Linked DNA regions of Zea mays: regions 2 and 3 are each linked to region 1. Evidence: chromatin contacts called from public Hi-C data. All regions are on one chromosome and are shown on one strand. The core of a region is the stretch at or near the end of the contact, and the rest is flanking DNA. Distances in the headings are between cores, read along the strand shown.

Region 1 (4,953 bases), core at 1,525-4,024:
CAACCAAGTTCCAGAGATGCAGATACTCCACTAAAACTGGTACAGACAAGCCTCCCCTTATATCTAACACCCATTTACGATATGTGAACCCTCCGCTACTGTTCTCCGCTTTAATGCCCTTTTAGGAATCATTTGGATCGGTGATCTTCTGACTAGCCTCGATCATACGAACTGATAAGATTGATAGATAAGATGGAATAAATGGTTCAAATTCTTTGCTAGGAAAATAATCAAATGAACCCAACAAATTTTTAAATCCTAAAAGTAAAAGATCCTAGATTTAATTCAGGAGTATGACTACTATCACTAAAACCCTATACTATACACTTAAAATAGGATACGATAATATGTGTAGGAAGGAGATATTGCGTATAATGTGTGGGATGGTGGGACGTATTGCATTGAGCCTCTAGGGAGAATATATAGGACTACATAACTTGGAGGGCAAGAAGCCTATCCTAGAGATGAGGAAGGTTATCCTAGAGATAAGGAAGGTTATCCCAGGATTACAATCAATCAAATCAATCCTAAACCAACCATATCAGGAGTTGCCTAATATACTCTAAAAAAATGACCAGCAACCAGTCCCAGATTTCCTAATTTAACAAGAGTGAGCCCATGTTTTCCACTTGGGTAACTACATTCATTGGTGAAAGAAATTAGTAATGATAGATGAATCATGCAATGAATGATTTAAGGTAACGTTTCTAGATTTCAGCAAGCCAACTACCACCAAATTTGACCCAAACCACAGGAGGAATCAGTTCACGCTTTACGCGTGTACGCCACAGAAACAAGAAAGCAAGACCTCCCCTAGAATTCTTTGATATGTTCACCTCGAGATAGCAAAAAGGTCAAACATTTCAGGACGATAAGCATGGTTATTAAAGCGCCAGTTTTTAGCGTTAAAACGCTCTGGGCCGTAAAAAGGCCACGTTTTGTCGCTTTTTCAGATTTCCAGCCCATCACAGTTCTCCTAACCTAAAAAAGGGGGCAGCCGTGACGGACTCGTGCTGCGCGTTCGTTCGGCATCACTGGGCTTTGCCGTCAGCCGGTAAGAACCTTACCTGAGCTTGCCGCCTCCCTCGCCTCCTCCCTGCGTTGCTCCCTACTCGTGCCACGCTCCCTCTCCCCCGCGGCCGTGCTCGTTGCTCCTTGGTCCCTGCTCGCGCTCGGCGCCGCCGCTGCCTCCCTGCGTTGCGGCCGCGCTCGCTCCCTGCTCAAGCTCGGCGCCGCCGCTGCCTCCCTGTGTTGCACTCTCTGCTCTCGCTCGGTCAGCTCGCCGGTCCTAGCTCAGTCGCCTCCCTGCTCTGCCTCTGTTAGCTGTCCCTATCCCTGCTCTCATCCTCCTCCCCTTCCCTGCTCACATTCTCCTCTGGTTTTGGTTATTTGCGGACTAAAAACGGCAAACAGTAGTGATGCTAATGCGTCTGTGGTTGTGGACATTACATTCCACTTTAGTTGCTTTTGTGCTATGTTTGTGATTGTGGACTACTGCACATTTCATTCCACTTTATTTGTGGTTGTCGCTTTGCTAGTTGCTATTAGTTGAGCACTTGAACTTATGTAATTGTGGATTTGTGGTAGTGTGGTTGTGGACATGTTATATTGTTACATGAAATTAAGTTATATTCAATTTTGTCCATGTTGTTTAAAAAGACGTTTTAAAGCTCGCTTAAACGTTTTAAAGTCAAAAAGTTCTCATGAGCGCCTCAACATTTTATCGCTTTAATAACCTTGACGATAAGTTTGTCACTTAATCCCAAATTCTTAATGAACTAACCAAAGCCAAACAATACAAATTGCTCACCAACAAAAGATCAAAACTTTGACCATAAGACCAAGCTGATAAAATAAAAAAATGTCTGCTAAGCCTAGCAAACTAGGCCGCAAAAGCAAGGAATGATCATATGTCACAGCCAGTACTGTGTCAACAAGTGTACAAGCAGGGACGGATCCAGCGGACGGGGCTCGAGCAAGGTGGCATATACGTTTTTTTTTGTGTTGGTATTTCGTACGTGTGCGTGGGTCCACAGGGCAGAGTCGGCCTCTGGCATATAAGCTTAAGGGCTGATTTGGTGACCAAGGATCAGGGATTGGAGGGGATTGGAGGGGATTAAGGGATTAAGGGGGAATATCTTGGATACTGAAATGGAACGCACCTAAAGCTAAAACCTCAACGATATATTTTTTTCATTGAAATAGGATCCATAGCAAAGTATACGCCAGGTAAAATAACGATAGCTGCTACGGTAGCATGGAATAGGAAGGACAGGAAGCTTAAAATCAGGATTTTCATTCAAATATCTGCACACTTGATACAAAGTGAGTGAAGCTTAAGAGCGCAGTTTTTTATCTTAAAAATAATACTAAAAGGTCGCACAGGCAGCCAAGCATCTGGAATCCAGCATAGATGAGGAACTAGAGAAGGCGAGAGCAACAAGTAAGCGCGTACCAGGAATATCCTGCTCCCGTCGCGGCCGAGCTGGAGCAGGTCGAGCGCCTCCTCCAGCGCGTCGGCGAGCACCGCCAGCGCCCGCTCCGGTTCCACCGCGGGTACACAGGGTACCTCCCGGAGCTCCTCGACAAAGGGGCCAAGGAGCCGGATCCGCCGCGACAGCGCGAGCAGCTGGCGCCTGTACGCGTTTCGGAACTCCCAGCCACCGGATCCCACCGCCTCCACGGCGGCGGCCACCCTCTCCGCGGCCCCGCGGCCGCTGACGCCGGCCATGACGAGGGGAGTCCAGTCGAGCCGCCGCGGCGTGAACCGGACCCTGCCAACAGGTGACTAGTCAGAGGGAAAGGAGACAGTGGCAGGGGCGGTAAATAGGTGCGAGAAAAGCGGGGTAGTGGCGTCGTATTGGGTGGGTCCCGCGGTCGTGTCAGCGTCGCGGGCGGGCCGGATCGCGTCGTTGGAGTTGCCCGCACCTCCACGGCAGCTGATTTTCGCGTCCGTCCGGTCCGGGTCGCCGCTCGTATCCTACGGATGCGGTGCGGGTGCATCGGCCGGCGCCCAACGCCTACCGAAGGTCCGAAGCCACCGGCGACCACTAACCGCGACCGGCCTGTCAATTGCATGCAAAAAAAATTAGTTATAATGTGGACCATATTATTTATAGAGTAAAGTTTAAAATATAAAAGCATCTCAAAGAGAGATTCTCAGAGCAACTCTGAAAGATTAACTTAGTCAAATTTACTGATTTAGCTACTCTTTAAAACCGATTTAACAGAAAAATTGTAGGTTAATCCAAGAGACTCGATAAACCTATAAATTGAAGGGAGAGTGAAGCAGCCTATTCAAAAATAGAGAGTCACTAAATTTGAAGATTCATTTACAGAGTCTATTGGATACGTTTTTCTTCTAATATTAGCTAAATTTACCTTTATAAAACTATATATTTAATATCTTGGAGTTGCTCTAAACTGGATACTATTTTAAATATGGCTAAGAACCATAAAACACACTTTTTAACTGTGATCCTATTTTATAAAATTCCATCAAACGATTATAGAGCTCAATCTCTCGGGTTCTAAATATAGTACCTTATATACTGGAGTCATATTCTCGTTTTCTCTTGAGCTTCAACCATTTATTTTCTAATAACATAATTTATTTTATAAATAGCATTATTTAAAGCCTAACTGTTGGAGTAAAAAGTTCTTTTGAGGCCTTAAACACTAAATACGATTCTATTTCAAATTTTAGGACTCTAGTTTAGAGTTTATTGTTGAAGATGTTCTAAGGTAAGACAGAGAGTCTACTGGAGATAGTCTTATCAAGCTAACAGCCTTCTTAAAGCAGTTATATCAAAAGTGTTTTATACGATCATATACATACTCTGCTGAGCATGGCGTAGAAAGATGAATGAAAAGCTATGTAAAGGTGAAAACTGTGCTTAGATTTTGGTTGTTGCTCTTTGTTCTATTCTGCCGACATCCTCTATTTTTATTATATTATTGAAAACAAAGGGAAATTTTGTTTTAAGTGAAAAGATATAGAACGTGGTTTTCTGTTCAGATAGATCTCTAAATAAAAATTCAAACCAGTTAAGAAATTTTTTTAGAATTATTTAAAGATATTTTTACAATGTGTTCGAACACCCTCTCCCTGAGCTCTGCGCACCGCACGTCGACCCACTGTCGTTGTGTCACGCCACATTGGGTGAACTATTGTTTGTTCATGCTAGACCTATGTGGCACCGGTGAGCTTTGCACTAACGATCTTTGTGTTGTTGTGTGGATGAGCGGCGCACGTTGCCGCGTGGATGAGCTTCGTGTGTTGTCACTGCTGCACCAGTAAGGCATCGCACACCACCACATCCAAGTAATAAACATATTGTATCGTTGCAACTATATGTTATACAAGTTTCATGTTTTTGTAGATGTTTTAGTTGTGTATTTCATGTGTTTGCTGGTATTGCAATGATGTATCTTTCTTCATGATATTGTACATGTTTCCAATAGTAATCTGGCATGTTTCATTAGTATATCATTGATGTTTGCAGTGGTGGTCCTCATTGGCGTCTGGATGAAAACCAACCGTGAACGCCCATGCACTAGTCATGTTGATTTTTAAGTTAAATGCATTGATGGTGTCTAAACTTGTCAATTAGATCTATGAACTTTGAAACTGTAGAAAGAGAGGGATGAATAGGCATTTCTATAATTTTAGACACGGCAAAATTAAACTTATCGATCTAGCTAAGGTTATACCTCAACATATATTATTGGTATCCTATAAAGATCTTAGTTAAACAACTAAAGTGATGATCTAGATAGAGCTCACCAAAACAAATCTTTTTGATGAACTTGTACGAATATATACAAATAGTATTCAATCAATCTGAGAGCTCCTACATGTACTGGTGAATAAAAGATGCAAAGCTTAAGCACATTAACATTACTCAACTAGCAAGGCTACATAAGCTAAAACTAGTGAGGTAAATAGCTTAA
Region 2 (4,953 bases), core at 767-3,266, 880 kb after region 1:
CAAAGCCTGTAGACCATGGTCAAATCACAAGGACACCACATAGAGCTCGGTCACATCAGCAATAGATAGATGGTCACTGGTCAGGTCTACGTACGTTGATGCGAATGACGCGACACGGACTGGTACCAGATACGAAGCTACGACCCAGCCACGCAAGAGATTTGTTCCAAAGATTTTTCTTCATCTGAATCCATCACCTAGGAAATAGTAGTAGGCAGCAATCTTCTGAACGGGGAAGCATACGAAACGTCCCAACCACCGAAGGAATCCCATAAATAGCATGGATGATGGTGGGATCGCATCGAACCGCACTGAAACGTCATTAGCGCGTGAACCTGCCTAGTAAAAACTCAGCAAGCCATGGAAAACCCCAAAACCCAAACCCAAAAGTAAAGCTAGAAATAGAATGCGATGGGAGGGGCTGCACATGGAGAGGGCGATCAGAGCAGAAAATTCATCTGCCCGGTGCTGCTGAAGCTCCCACATTATTGAGCTGAAACTTAATCCTCTCCGTCAACACGGCCGCAAAAGCAACCCAGCACCACCGAAATCGATCGGTGTAAACCGCGGCACAGGAAAAGGCAAGCAATCAGAGCAATGGCGACGACGAGGTTTCGATCAAAACCAAACCAAACGTCACAGGAAAAGGCCGCGATGTAGACGAGCTGAGCTCCAACCACCTTCCGATGCCAAAAGGACGGTAAAACGCCGAGGCCAAACGAAACCCTAAAAGCAACAAACCATCAAACCACAACCGGTAGAATCTATCTATCCGCCGGGATGAGCCGCGGCGCGGGTCGAAGAAGCACAAAATCGAGAGGAGCAGCAGAGAAAACTCAGCGAAATGGCCGGAATTCCTAGCGGAAACCTCCAGGCGCTCGCGCTACATGCTGCGAGCTAGGAAACACACGGCCGCGGCGAGAAAAAAAAACCCCCGCGAGCGAAGAACCCGAGCAGAATCGCAGGAGAGCCCCCCTAGAAAACCTCAAATCCCGCTGAGCCCCCTCGGGATCACAGCGTGGAAGAGCGGAACACAAACGCGCGCGCACTCGATCGTCGTCAGCGATCGCAACTCCAGAAAAAAAACGAAGAAAAGGGAGAGTGAAATTCCAGCTGATCCACGGCCGCTCGCCTCGGCGAACCATCATCGGCGGCGTCAGGCAGCAGAAGCGCGCACCACATTCGCGAGGAAACCGAATCCACCGAAAAAACCGCAAGCCAGGAGTGTCCAAACCACTAAACCAGACGCACACCAACCCACCGACGAAATCACACGAGAACAGCATGCAACTGCACGCACTACTATACTCCAGAAAGGCGGACAGAAACCCCAGCGGCGACGCATGCGTGCGGCGACGAACAAGCTGAGAACAGGACAGCCGAGCGCTGGAGCGCCACGCCATTGGCATAGCTATAGCTAGGTAGCTCTCGCGACTCGTGATCGCCCATGCAACGGCGGGCGATGAGCTCACCTCTCCCATGCGTGCTCCAGGCGCGGCGCGGCTCTTCCGTCGTCCTCGCACGGCACGGGCGCTGGCATCCGTCCCCGAAGGATCGTCCTCCTCCTTGTGCACCCCACGCGGACCACTCGATCGCCCACTCGCCGCTTTATGTGGCAGCCCTCCTCCAAAAACTGCTTCAGGCTTCGCGATCCTCTCTTCTGTACTCTACTCACTCACCACGGCGGGGGCAGCAACCTCTCCTTTCTGCCGCCGCTGTGGCGCTGTCCCCCCAGCCCTCTCTCTTGTCTCTGGCACTCTGGCGAGTTGGCTCTACCCACTCCCGTACCCGTCACAGCTTTTGCCTCCCTCTCCGGCTCTCCCTCCCCGCTTGAAACCCTCCTTGTCGCCTTGCGCACGGCCAGCCGGGTCACCCGTTTCCTCTTTGCCGTTTCGGGCAACCGGGCCGCTGCGACTGCGACCGGCCGCGCCACGGAAACTCCAGAGTCCAGAACCCAAACCAACCAACCAACCAACCAATTAACCAGCAACGCCCGTCCACATTGCCTCGTCTCGTCGCGTTCCGTGGTGCGTGCTGCCATGTATATATGAACCTGCCGCCGTCTGATTCGAGCCAGTGGGGCACGTCACACGTGGCGGGCCGGCGTGCAGCCGGGAGAAGCTGCCGGTGAAGCGGTGAGAGGCGGGCGTGCGGACGGACGGACGGGTTCTGGAGAAGGATGCGTATGCGTGGGCCGGAGAGGCGGAAACGGACTTTGGAGAGCGTCCTCGCTGTTTCCCCCCGCGTTCCGGTGCTGCGGCGAGCTCCGGTTTCGCTGCTCCTGTGTCAGGGATCGGGTGGCAGCGCTGCCCCGGCGGGGGCCTCTCTAGAAGATTCCCCGTATGGACGCTGGCTGGTGGGGCTGGGAGCCAGGATGAGAGCTCTGAGCCCGTGTGTCAGTGTCAGTCAGTGGACGGTGGTGTCCGTGTGGCCGTCTAGGGTCTAGGGTCTAGGGTCTTGGCTCTTGGATCGGGAGTGGGAGCGAGCGACCGTGCATGCAATCGGAGCTGCAGTGCAGCCTGCAAAAGCGTAGGAGGAGGGGGATTACCAGTGGGACCCGCGTATCGTCCTTGGCAGGCGAGCCGGGAGGTGCGGTTTGGCGATGATGACGCCAGAGCCGAGAGGGGTAGGAAGGGTGAGCACGTCCAACTGGCCAAGTGCATTGTGCCTGCAGAGACGGGCCTGTTCGATGGTGATGCATTGACGGAGCAGCTTCCAGGTGTAGGCAGCCTCCTCTTCTTGATTTCTGTTTGTTCCTTGTGTCACGTTTTGCACGGGTTCTCGTTACTCATTACCTTGAGTTCTTTTCTTTTTCTTTACAAAGGGTTACCGCATGTGTATATACGTACTCAGTACTCACCTCGTACGTGGTACAACAAATAAAAGTAACTCTGAAATAAGTTGCGACGACGGAAAAAAAATCAAAGTATGGCTCTAAGCGCACAACCAATCAAATTATAAAAACAAGAACTCGTGATATATATGAAAAAACCGAATATTGTCTAAAACGAGAATAAATTGCTACAAAACATACAGTGGTAAATAACACCGGCTCCATCTTAAAATATAGTTCTTTTTAGCCTTCTTTTTTCCCATCTGCATTCGAATATATGATAATGTATGTAGACACACATACAAACTACATTCACATGTTAATTAATGAATATATATTTAGTCTAAAACAAATTGTATTTTGGTACGGAATATAAAGCCATGCCTCTAATTTTGCTGAATACGTCTTGTAGACCTAGACAATTATATTTGCATGTCCTTCTTCTTAATCTGAAATGCCTTCTTAATACTTTGAAGATCAAGCCCTTTGAATAGTTTCCTCTTGATGTAGATCATCACCATTAAATCATTAAGCCAAGAATCACCCATTTTGTTGCGCGACTCGGTTTTGATAACTTTCTTGGCAGAAAAAGCCCTTTCAACCGTGTTTGTTGCTATTGGCAGTAGCGACGCTGACTCAACAAGTCATAGACCAAAGGAAATACAGTATCCCTGCCAATTTCAGCAATTGTTTTTTGCTAGGCTTGCAAGATCATGACAAGCTTTGAGTCGGTCAACTCTTCGCACATGAACAATAAATGTCTGTGATTGATCTTTGATTAACTTGCGATCGTCAAAAGAGAAATCCTACAAACATATCTCCGTAAGACGAGCAAGCTTATTCACATGAAACTTGTTAATTGAATCTCTTGGATCAAGACAAGCAAAGCAAGTAAGCATTTTAGAGCATAACTGGTTGAATCGATGATCCAACTCTGTTATAAGAGAGTCAGTAGTAGCATACTAGCATAGAAGATATCAACACGGTAAAAATGATCTTGAGTGATATTGTCTCTCCGTCCTCTTCTTGACTGACCAAATCTTGGTATTGGACCATCCATATTTGGTATATCAATACTAGCTTCCCCACAAAAAACTTTGACTTCTTCAAATAATGGGTCCCAACCTTCACTTCTCAAATCATTCAAAATGAATTCTCATATAAACAACTGAAGACATGGCCTGGACAATATCTTGATCCTTCTGTTGCAACAGAAGAGACAACCCTTTGTGATGCAAAGGATTTGCAACATCATCTTCATGATAAACACAAAGCAAAATAACTACATGTTAGCAACCAAACCTCCATCCCTCGATGGATTCTGTTGTCCTTGATTCACAATTCCTAGAACTTCTATTATTGACTCCCACATTGTTTCAATACGAAGCAAAGTCTTTGAAAGTCGCCTAGAGGGGGGTGAATAGGCGGAATCTAAAAATTATAAACTTAAACACAACTACAAGCCGGGGTTAGCGTTAGAATTATAAACGAGTCCGGAAGAGAGAGGGCGAAAACAAATCGCAAGCAAATAGAGAGTGAGACGCGGTGATTTGTTTTACCGAGGTTCGGTTCTTTCAAACCTACTCCCCGTTGAGGTGGTCACAAAGACCGGGTCTCTTTCAACCCTTTCCCTCTCTCAAACGGTCATCTAGACCGAGTGAGCTTCTCTTCTCAATCGGGACACCAAGTCCCCACAAGGACCACCACACAATTGGTGTATCTTGCCTTGATTATAATTGAGTTGGGAACAAGAAAGAAAGAAGAAGAAAAGCGATCCAAGCGCAAGAACTCAAATAAACACAATTGTTACTCTCTCTAGTCACTATTTGATTGGATTGAACTTTGGACTTGGGAGAGGATTTGATCTCTTGTTTGTATCTTGGAATGAAGTCTAGAGCTCTTGTATTGAATGCAAATGGCTGAAACTTGGATGCATTGAAGTGTGGTGGTTGGGGGGTATTTATAGCCCCAACCACCAAAAGAACCGTTGGTGGAGGCTGCTGTCGTATGGCGCACCGGACAGTCCGGTGCGCTAGCCACGTCACCAGGCCGTTAGGGTTCGACCGTTGGAGCTTCTGACAGGTGGGACACCGGACAGTCCGGTGGTGCACCGGACAGTT
Region 3 (4,953 bases), core at 1,624-4,123, 690 kb after region 1:
GAGTATGCTTATACTTCAAACTAACACAACCCTGGGAATCATTAAGAAAATATAATCCACATAGTGCAATGATGAATTGGCTATGGGAAAGCAGAGTACAAGTTCATACTCCATCATGTTGTTAGATATCAATTGATGGTGCAAGTCGATTGCAAAAAAAATAACATGAGACTCATCAGAGCTTAAGCGCACCAAACACATTGCAAATTAGACATTGCACTGAAACTGAAGTATGCACTAGTGTTCACTTTGTTAAATATAGGATGTCAGTTCTATAATTCATGCCTCTAGAAAATTAGTTTGACGATTATGACCAAGAGGTTGATAGGCTAGGGACAACACCAATTGAAGAAAAGCTTGTTCAACATCGGTTGAGATTGTTTGGACATGTCCAACATCGGTTGAGATCAAGGCTATTAAGGCGTCCCTAAAGTGACGCTTAAGAGGTAAGGCGGGCTTGGACTCATAAGGCATCCTGTCACCTTGCCCGCGAGAGTAAGGTGTGAGTGTGAGGAGGCTCTGCGGCGCGCATGGCTCCGGGAAATGCACGGCGGCAGCGCGGGGGAGAGGAGGAGGAGAGCTGCGAGAGAGGGAGAGATAGGAGAGTGGCTGAGGCTAGCAGCGCGAAGGGCTCCGGTAGAAGTGCGGCGGCGGCGCAGGGGAGAGGGAGAGAGGACAGCTGCGCTGGCAGCTGAGAGTGGAGAGCGGCTGAGGCTGGCGGTAGGTTTATCATAAAACTAGTGTGTTGGGCTGGACAGCTGGTTGTGGGCTTTTTTCTTTTTCTGTTTTCCTATTTCTCTCTTCTACTATGTCGAAATGGGCCTAATAGACTTTACAATTGTGCTAGATTGCTTATTAACTTTGAATTATTGATATATATAATATTTGGTCTATTTTTTATTTATATTTATATCTATATAAATGAGGTGTTGCCTCACCTTACACTTTACCCGATGAAAGGTAAAAGGGGGTCGGTCGCCTTACCGCCTTAATAACTATGGTTGAGATGGTTTGGTCATGTCCAACAGAGACCCTCTAGAAGCGCCAGTACGTAGTGGGATCCTAAGGCACGAAGCAACGAGAAGAGAGGAAGAGGAAAACCAAAGTTGACATGGAAAGAGGCAATGAAAAGAGACTTGAGATGATAGGATATACCCATCCATGTGCCCGAACCTTGACTTGTGGGTTCTATTGGATTTTTAACTCTAGCATACCCAGCTTGCTTGGGATAAAAAGCTTTGATGTTCTTCTTGTTGTTGATTATGACCAAGAAAAACTAGCCAGGTCTCCAACTATTTAAAGCTCCAAACATTATAGAAACAGCAATAGCTATCTTTTTGAGGAATTAAGACATAACTCACAGAATATGGTGATTTAGTACAACTTACCCAGAGTAATAGTCCTTTGGAATGTAAACATCCCGAACAGGGCCAAACCTTTCAAAAGGAACTCGAAGATCCTCCGCTCTTACAAAGTTTGAGAAGAAAATTAAAGTCAACTACTCAAGTATCATAGGAGTATTCGGTTCTTTATTTAAAACAGTATGTCATAAAATGAAGATCAATTTATTCTTTTAAAGATGGAAGGAAAAAGTACACTGTTTTGCATGCACAGTTTCTGTACCTGACACTTAATGGGATGTTGCGGACCAAAAGGCTTCCACTACCCTCCTTGCGTCCTCCATATCCCCTCCTGGGAGGAGGGGGGCTTCTTCCTCTGCCACCATATCCCCTCCTGGGGGGGCTGCGATAAGGGGGGCTGTACCTCCTCATAGTTTTTCCTGTAATTGCACCGAAACATAACAGACCATGTTAATAAAAATACAGGCTCGGTAAATCAGACTTATGAGTGGTGTATTGTCGTACATTACAATTCAGCCTGCGTATAGCTTACAGGCTAGAACATACAAATACAAAATCATTCATGGGCACTGAAGTCATGTATAACAAAACAAAAATGAGTGTTCATCGCCATTTGATGCACAGTTCATCAGATGCTTGAAAATGACAAACAACTTAAAAATTCACCGGTGACATGGCATAGAATAGATCATGCTAATCTTAAACCACAGGATGAGGCAAAGTATTACAATGGAAACTGCATTAACATGTATGTTCACTGTTTCTTTCTGACTAACTAAACCAAAATAGACAAAGCAGAGGTATGGTCTTTCCAGTCCAGTTATTAAATTGCAGTTCCAAATAAGAATCGGCAAACGGTCTAATTTAAACCTAGAGTAAAACAAAATGAGGAGCGCTACAGATCAAAAGCATAACCCGGCAAATCCTCAGACGACCCGCTAAGATAAAGCACAATCACCTCACAACACAACTTAGCCGTTAGCGAAAGCATTGGCGTTGGTGCACCTACAAGTCTCAGCTTGGACAATAACCCAAACAAGTCTAACAAGTCGTCGCAAAAGGCAATCGAGATCTAAAATTCCCAGTGGAGAAAAATCACCCCTCGTAATCCCGCAACTAGTAAACAGCTCCTCGCTAGTTGAGGAATACTAGTTGTAACTACTCCCGTGCAGATCTAAACCGTAATGACGGATCTATCGGTGCGTTGCACAGCTAGGGTTTGCGGCGAAAGGTCTCCACAAGAGCGCGCCCACTTATGGACAGCCGTGGTGCACTGAGAGAGAAACGAAGGGAGTGAGAGATAGGGAGTTACCTGGTGCGCACGGTGATGGCCGGAGAACCGCACCCGCCGCCGCCGGGGAGAGACCTGGAGAAGGGGGTGGGCTGTGGCCTGTGGGCGGGTGGGTGGGGTGCGGCGGTTCGCGATGCCAGACGAGGAAGAGGAAGGCGTGGAGCGCAACGCTCGCGCCGTACGATCGAGGGCCGAGGGAGGGAGCGATACGTGATGGGTGATGGGCCGTGCCGTGCGCCCGTGCCTTGATAAGAGAGTATATAGGCGCTCCGGCCTTTGCCCGGCATCGCGCCGGTGGGCCGGCGCTGGCCTGTCTAGGAATTTAACTACGAGATCCAATTATTCCTTTGACTATTGTCCGTTTCTGAATTTGCTTCTTTACACCTCTTCCAACTAGCAAACCTAGGCTATGTTTGTTCCACTTTTTTTGAGCTTCTAGCCATTAGAACCTGCTAGACTGCAAATGCTCGGTTTTTCCGTCCACTTCTATAAAAAAACATTTTAGTAAAAACTGTCCAAAATCTGCGATAGTAGCGAACCATCACTTTCTACATCCTAAACTCCATAGACTCTTTTATCTTCCCCCGCACGTACGATACTCAGATTCTCTCCATAGCCAGCCTCAGAAAAAAAGTTGAACCAAACATGCCCCTAATGCAAACTAGTATTAAGTGTCCTACGTTTGTATATAGAGTAAAGAGCATTTTTGGTCCCTTGACTTGAGCGGGTGTGTTAATACGGTTCGTAAACTTTTAAAGTGTGTATATTAAAGATCTAATCTCGATTTGGATATGTTGCCACCCGAAACCCACAGTTGAGAGACAACAGGCAACACGAGGAGCCGGGAGGCTTTTCAGGACGGCTAGCGGGCCCCGGTCCCTCGATCAGCGGCTCGGATCTTGGCGTACGGCCTGGCTTTGAGGTTCTCCTAGCGTGCCACCTGACCTATACCCGATCAGGAGGGTGTCGATGTGCTCCGAGTTGGTTTCTTGCATACACAAACACATGCAAACGTTAGTTTGAGCCATGTTTGGCTCCCCGAGTCATATTGGTTGTAAGAAGTCGATCGTCTCCCCAGGCTCGCATCAGATCCACACGCTAGCGAGCATGGAGTCGATGGCTCTTGAGACCTCGCTCTGCTTGCACCAGGTACACCCAAACCACTATGGTTAAAGTTTCATTGCACAGTCGGAAAATCCTGCACATAGCTGGGCCTAGCAAGAGTGACAGACATCCAAGTGTCGACCGGATGAGAGGCCTAAAAACCAGCGTAAGCCGATTTCCGAAACAATCCCTACCCGAGCCAACACGAAGTATCCAGCATGTTACCAGAACATCCAACCCGTATGCAAGGCCTAACTATGTAGATATTAAATAGATCCTTGATGGATCAAAGACTAACCATAACAGATCAGATCCACTAGATGAAACAAAGTGAGGCGCCGCCCTTACACTTGAGAATTCGTGTTGGGGCGGCTAAACGTTTCTGTTCGGCAGACAACACATAAATATGACAAATCTGCCGACATTTTCTTGTAAATACTACGATAACTAGTGCTTCTCACCATAAAAACGCTTCAGTATGAGAGAACACAAAGATTTTAACGAACAAGAACGACGTCGCCCTGATCACGAGACGCGATCAACGAACAAGAACGATGTCGCCCTGATCACGAGACACAATCAGGGTGGCATGGCTCTTACCCATAGAAAACTGTCACACCCGGTTTCGGAAGGCAAACCGAATGCGAACCATGTACGTGCCAGGATCAGAAACTCACGTACACAGCGATTACATAATTGGACATCATCACACAATGCTCGAATTAAATAACGGAAAGGTACTTAATTACATCAAGGTGTCCAAGACATCCACAGTGTCTATTACATAACAATTGTTCAACATAACTATCAAAGTGTGGAAATACGGAACGTAGATGCTAAGCCTACACAGGCAGCTGACTAGGGGTTTGCCACTAAGGAAGAACTAGAACTCGTCATATTCCTGGAACTCCTCGAAGTCATCCATGTTGCCAGCATCACCTATTGAGCATTAGGTACACCAGGGACAACCTGGGTGGGGGTGGTGTGTAAAGCAAGGGTGAGTACACATCAACGTACTCAGCAAATGTCCCGTTTGGCTAAAGTGGACTAGCTGTATATGGAGTTGAGGTTAAGCAGTTGCTTTTAGTTGGTCAAACATTTATTATTAGTAGTAGAGCCAAGTTTTAGTAATAAACTCAGTTATTACCCAGAAGTACCTCCTCAAAAGAGGAAATACCAGAGATCAGATTTTATAAC

Evidence for each region. A called contact is a pair of places that touch in the nucleus more often than the background predicts.
Region 2: a contact with region 1 is called in a Hi-C map of ear, with 3 times the contacts expected there. The contact joins the promoter of LOC103644989 here to the promoter of LOC100304296 in region 1. A contact is called at or near these places in 2 of 25 Hi-C or Micro-C datasets (ear and tassel).
Region 3: a Hi-C map of leaf mesophyll shows a contact between it and region 1, with 2.8 times the contacts expected there. The contact joins the promoter of LOC100283836 here to the promoter of LOC100304296 in region 1. A contact is called at or near these places in 5 of 25 Hi-C or Micro-C datasets (bundle sheath, ear, endosperm and 2 more).

The regions. Positions count from the first base shown.
Region 1 is chr1:158,215,569-158,220,521 of Zm-B73-REFERENCE-NAM-5.0, forward strand. It overlaps LOC100304296, which reads right to left and starts at 2,775. Exons shown (of 4, transcript NM_001361280.1): 1 at 2,456-2,775. The coding sequence starts at 2,731.
Region 2 is chr1:159,095,416-159,100,368 of Zm-B73-REFERENCE-NAM-5.0, forward strand. LOC103644989 reads right to left here and starts at 2,017. Exons shown (of 14, transcript XM_035964116.1): 1 at 1,473-2,017. The coding sequence starts at 1,481.
Region 3 is chr1:158,901,689-158,906,641 of Zm-B73-REFERENCE-NAM-5.0, forward strand. LOC100283836 reads right to left here and starts at 2,874. Exons shown (of 8, transcript NM_001156734.1): 1 at 2,674-2,874; 2 at 1,624-1,780; 3 at 1,389-1,466. The coding sequence starts at 1,772.